Linked DNA regions of Muntiacus reevesi: region 2 is linked to region 1. A link is a contact called in public Hi-C data. All regions are on one chromosome and are shown on one strand. Each heading gives the region's core, a stretch centred on a gene start, on an enhancer-like site or on the middle of the called end of the contact. The rest is flanking DNA. Distances are from core to core; before and after follow the strand shown.

Region 1 (2,980 bases), core at 128-2,627:
CTTACTGTTTCAAATCCATTACGTTTGCTATTTAACCTATTTGTTTTTTAAGGAAGTAGGCAGGAAATCAGTTTTTAAAAATCTCAGTAAACTAAATGACTATTTCCGTGGCTTGGAGAGTCCAGATACATTTCTTATGCTTAAGAAAAACAAAACTTTATGGAATTAAACTTGTGAATATAAAATTGCATAATAAATGAATATTTTCTTTTCACAACCTCCTCAAAGTCTGTATACACACCCTCCCAACTTCGCTCAATCATTTTAATACGTTTGCTGAGAAACAAAATACAAGCACGATAAAATTTTTTACTCTAAAAACTGAAGTATTAACCTGGGCTAAGCATCTCCGGGTAGAAAATATGCCAATGGAGTATATTTCATTCAGAAAAAGTTGCAAACTGGATGTCAAGCAAGTTGCAAATTTGTTTAACAGACACATGTTCACGTCTCATCATGTTTAAAAATTTCAAAACAAGAATGACAACTCCACGCCTCCTGTATTTTTAGCCATGCGAACGTATATGTATTTTTAGCTGCTGGTAAAGATTCAGCCAATATATGGTAGGTTGCTAGAGATTAAACGAGTGACACCTTTTGAAACCAGCAAGCATCACGAGAATTGTCGGCTCGAGCAAATCAGTTTACAGGGCAGATGTAATCTATGCCAGAGTCTGCCTGTAAAAGCGCTTCCGTTAACTGCACAACTACAAGTTACAGAGCCCGGGTGCTACCATCCACAAGGTCGACTCCAGATCTAAGACGCGAAAACGTCACAATAACCACAATTTCTGTTTGTGGTTCAGCCCCGGGCAGGGCTGTCTCCGGAGGGCGCTCGGGAGGACACCACTCGTCGCCTCGGCTTTGCTGCTTCACTCCTGCGCGGGGCACGGCCCCCCTCCAACGCCTTTCCCTCTCAACTTCACAAGGAGCCCAGTTCCCTCCATTCGCGTTTCTAAAAAGCCGCACTTTTCTCACCGACGCACAATTAAGGACTCAAAGTCAGTCGCAGTAGCAGTGGAAGTGCTGTGGAGCCGCGAGGGTTCTCCTGCTCAGGGACACCCGGCCTCAGCCCGCGCACCTCGATTCGCGCCGGCGCCGCGGCGAGCGAGGCCGGGACCGCTGGCAGTCTGGCCGCCTGACGCCCGCCCCACCGATGTCGTCGCCGCCTGACGCCCGCCGCCTCAACAGGTACCGGCGCCACTCGACCATCGCCGCCCTCCCGGCCGCCCCGCAGTCCTCACCATGGTCTCGGCCGCTCGTGCCCTCGGTCCCGCCGAGCCGCCGCCGCCGCTAGTGCAGCACCGACCGCCGTTGCCGCCGCGGCCGCCAGAGCCCGGACAATAACCGGGGCCCGCCTCGCGCTGCCCCGGCCAATGCCCGCTCGCCTTGCTCGTTTGAACCCCCGCTGCTGCCCAATCGCGCGCTTTCTTCTAACAAGGCCCCACCCCCTCAGCCCCTCCTCCCTAACGGCTGTTTGTTTTTGCACACGGCACGCGGAGGCGGAGCCTCCTACTCCAACACAGACGCGCCTGTGCGCGACTGGGGGCGGAGCCAAACGCCGTTCTCCGCCTGTCTACAAGGCCCAACCTGACGAACGGAGGAGCTGACCAATGAGAGCTGCAGGCTGGCGGAAATCAGCCGATGAGAACATCGCCCGCGAGCAAGGGAGGCGGACCTTTGGGAAAGACAGCGCAATTGGCCAATGGGTGGACAGATTGGTGACTGCGCTGGCTTTCCCGCTCTTTCTCAGCGTCGACTCTAGGGTTTCTGAGACCTGTTTGGGAAGGAAATGGTCGTATTCGTTGCTTCTCCTCGTGGTTTTTTCACAGACTCCGAGGATTTCCCTGTGCCAGCGGGGACTCGCTCCGTGGTGGGCACTGTTTCCAGGCCTGGCAGCCCTTCTCCGCAGCGCCTTCCCGCTGGCCTTAGGTTAGCCCCTCATTGCAAAGGGAGTGAAATTCGGAAACGAGGTTGGAGTCCCCGCGCCCGCTGCGAAGCTGAGGGACCGGCGCGAAGCAGGGCTTTCTTACTTGTCAACCTACGGCTGCTCCCCACCCCCCGCAACCCCGGCAACCCCTAGGCGGTGTGCTGGCCCGATCGTCCCCTGGACTGCATCGCCCCTGGTCGCCAGGTCCCAGGCCCAGGCTCCGGGCCAATTCTTACCCGCTGCAGTTAGGAACCTTTGCTTCTTTTCACAGTTGTCTGCATTGACGCGCCGGGCAGTGTTCCGGGTGTGTGGAGCCGATGGTCCCCGCGGAGATTTAGTTCTGGCGGGATTTACCCAGGCGGGAATTTCAGAAGTATACCAGATGGGCAGATCCTATCCCAAAGTGAGAATTCTCTTCTGACATGGAGAAGTAACATGGGGGGTGGGAGGACCCATCAGTCTCTAACGAAATGTAACTTGAGTTCCAGGAGAGGAAAAGGGTGAGCTTCTACATAAGACTTTGGAAAAATATGAGTGAAGGTGTTTGGAAACATATGAGTGAAGGTGTAGATGAACGTGAGGAAGGAGGTGCCTGAAGATGGGGAGGAAAAGGTGCACTGAGTTGCACCTTTTCTTGCACTGAAAAGGTGCAAGAGTTGGGAGTCAATCCAGTAAGCAATAACCATTTTTAGTTAATTGCTGCTCCTGCTTTCGTGTTTTTGGCCTCAGTGGATGGCATTACACGTCTGCCAAGGCATCCACCTGTGACTTCACCTTCAACCAGTCACTTGGTGGTTTGTTGGCACTGTTTGAAGGCACTGTGCTAGGTCCTGGGGATTCAAGAGTTGGCAAAATAGACTTTTAACAGTCCTTGATAGCAGGGGTGAGATGTTAAAGAAGTAAACAGACAAATGTGTGAATTTTATAATAGATACAAGTGCATAGTAGGAAAAGAACAAGGTGTTTTGAGAGGTGAAGTGGAGGAAATATAATTTACAATGTTCAGTCGCTAAGTCGTGTCTAACTTTGTGACTCCATGAACTGCAGCAT
Region 2 (3,029 bases), core at 442-2,941, 140 kb before region 1:
GGCATGACTGAGCGACTTTCACTCACTTCACTTGAGAAATTTAGAAATTGCTACAAGTCTGTATCACACTTGCCAGCAGGTGGCAAGTTCTGTCTGAATTTCGGCCCAGATTCATACACTTGTGTCCTCTATGGAGCTTTCAAGGTGAGATCCCTATGACCAGATGACTGTCCTTTGTCACCTCACTATCCCCGGCTTTGCCACATGACACAGTCCTTGCCTTTAAATTGTGGGGAATAAACACAGAGGAACAATTCAAGACAGTGTGGAACAGCCTTTCCCTACTGTCGGTCATTTGGATGCCACTTTCCCATACTAGTATCTAGTTAATATAGATAGCATATTAAAAAGCAGAGACATTACTTTGCCAACAAAGGTCCGTCTGGTCAAGGCTATGGTTTTTCCAGTGGTCATGGATGTGAGAGTTGAACTGTGAAGAAAGCTGAGAGCCGAAAAAGTGATGCTTTTGAACTATGGTGTTGGAGAGGACTCTTGAGAGTCCCTTGGACTGCAAGGAGATCCAACCAGTCCATCCTGAAGGAGATCAGTCCTGGGTGTTCATTGGAAGGACTGATGCTGAAGCTGAAACTCCAATACTTTGGCCACCTCATGTGAAGAGTTGACTCATTGGAAAAGACCCTGATGCTGGGAGGCACTGGAGGCAGGAGGAGAAGGGGACGACAGAGGATTAGATGGCTGGATGGCATCACTGACTCGATGGGCATGGGTTTGGGTAGACTCAGGGAGTTGGTGATGGACAGGGAGGCCTGGCGTGCTGCGACTCAAGGGGCCGCAAAGAGTCGGCGGATATGACTGAGCGACTGAACATAGTCTTAAAATGGAAACTTTTATTACAAAATAAAACATTTTAGTATTACAGTAAATCAGAAAACCTATTACTTGCCATATATCTCAAAGATAACCTGTCACAAGTCAGGAAGACCAAGTAACTTCTACCTTTATTATTGTCCACCTAAGCCTAAGTCTTATCTTGGTCAGAAAAGGGAAAGAAGAAAAAGTGGAATTAAAGACACTTTAGCATTAAATGATGCTTTTCCCTTGCTAATAAAGACTGAAGAACTGAAAGGACTTTCTCAGTATGTGATTGCTTACAACTTACCATATTTCAACAAAATTAAGATTTTTGTCCTCCACATTTTGAAAACAGTTTTGTATCTACGATTGAGGTGTCCTAGTGAAAGTGGTCCCCCCCCCCCTTTCTCAGCAGTAAGTAAAATAACCTCTAAAAGCGGATGACCACTTGGTATTCGATGAAACAGCATAATAAACCATCCATGCACCAAGTGAAGGCTCCCGCAGGCCCGTTGCCTACTTTGGGAAAACCTAGTGTCAGAGTTAGGACTTCCTGGTTCTCACTCCACGGTCACTGCCTGCGGCGCCTCGAGCGCGCACTGCCGACCAAGGTTTGTTTCTGACAGCACACACCAGGTGAGTTCTCCATCAAAGGACTCCTGACAGCCTACTGCAGGAGACAGTACTTAGCAACATGTACACCCCCTTTCAGAACTGTCACGCAAGCCGGTCAGGACCGGACATGCCAAAAGCAAGCCACAACCTCTAAGCTAACACTATCACCCCAAGACGGCGCCACAGGAGATGTGGGCGCGACTCTGTGACGTCAAGGCCCCGCTCACGAGGTAGGGGCTGCCCCTCTCGTCTCAGGGAGGGGCGGCGTGCTGACGCCACACGCTGAGGCGGGGCCGAGAGTTTGGTGCCCCGGAGTGGGGTGTCGGCGCCTCATTCGGGTGGAGCTGAGCCGGAGACAGGTAGGCTTGCGCGGCCGCCGGGTCCAGCAGGATTTGGGAGGCTCCGCTCCGGTCAGGCAGGAGGCGATGGTCTTGGCATGGGGCAGGGCCGCCGCACCCTCGTTAGCGCCGCCGCCCCGGTGACAGGGAGTGGACCTGGCTGGAGCGGGGCTGACGGGGGGAGGTGGGTGGGACGGAGCCTGACAGACGGACGTGGGAGCCAATGGTGCGGGGGTCGCCTCCTGGCGGGCGGAGATTGGCGGGTGCGGGCGTGCGCAGAGGTCGCGCGGGGCGCGGAGCGGTAAGCCATTGGCTGTAATGGCCAGGGGGGTGGGCTGCACGGCGGATGTGAGGGAACGGGCGCAGCGGCCAGGGTGACCCCCAAGGTCGAGGAGGCGTCACGTGGGAGTCATCAGGCTGTGTCCTCTCCCCGCCTGGTCGGCTGGAAGGGTGGCGCGCCCTTGACGAACCGGCTGTGAATTGTGGACATTCGTTTTTCCCAGAGCGCGAAGCCGCTGGTCGGCTTCTGTCCGCACTGACCCTTCGCCCCTGGGACGACCCCTTGAGAAACAAATTACTCTGCAGTACCCCCTCTGTCTTCAGTGCCCATAGTACTAATCCTTCCTGTGTTCCTTGAGGTGACGCCCTTGAGGAGCGGATTACCCCACAGTATCTATCCTGTGTATTCAGTACCCCCATACCCATCCTCCCTGCGCTCTTCTGGGGTGAACCCTTGAGTGAATTACCCTCCAGCACTTGGTACCTCCACTCTCCTCAGTACCTTGACTGTACTCGGCACTCATCGTTTCCATTCTCTGTGCTCTAAAGGGTGACACCCCTAATGGATGGGTTACTCTGCTGCACGCGTGCTCAGTGCCCATATACTCAGGAGCCCTCCTTGCTTAGTACCCACAGCACCCATCCTCCCGGTGAACTCTTTGGGGGCAACACCCTTAATGGGTAGACTAGCTTGCCGTACGCTACTGTATTCAGTACGCTTCTTTCTTTCAGGGATATGGTAGCTCATGTTGAGATGAAGCGCGTTTCCTCGAGGAACACACTAGTTTACCTTTTCCCTTTCGCAAAGCTACCTGATGTTAGTGTAAGTTGTGTCCCGAAGCTTAGTAGAAAACTGATAGCGAGACATTGAGTACAGACAAGAACTTGCTCTCTCTGCCCTTCACCCATAACGGAGGAGAGATGACTCAGGCCTGAGGTGTGAACTCTAGTTTTGTCCTGGGGTTTCTCCGCTTGGTTTTACCT

What was found. Hi-C and Micro-C count contacts between places; a contact is called where the count stands out from the background.
Region 2: a Hi-C map of muscle shows a contact between it and region 1, with 6 times the contacts expected there. The contact joins the promoter of OGDH here to the promoter of H2AZ2 in region 1. A contact is called at or near these places in 2 of 3 Hi-C or Micro-C datasets (blood and muscle).

What each region holds. Positions count from the first base shown.
Region 1 is chr6:72,746,193-72,749,172 of mMunRee1.1, reverse strand. It overlaps H2AZ2 (H2A.Z variant histone 2), which reads right to left and starts at 1,377. Exons shown (of 5, transcript XM_065939091.1): 1 at 1,245-1,377. The coding sequence starts at 1,247.
Region 2 is chr6:72,884,896-72,887,924 of mMunRee1.1, reverse strand. It overlaps OGDH (oxoglutarate dehydrogenase), which reads left to right and starts at 1,691. Exons shown (of 23, transcript XM_065939939.1): 1 at 1,691-1,787.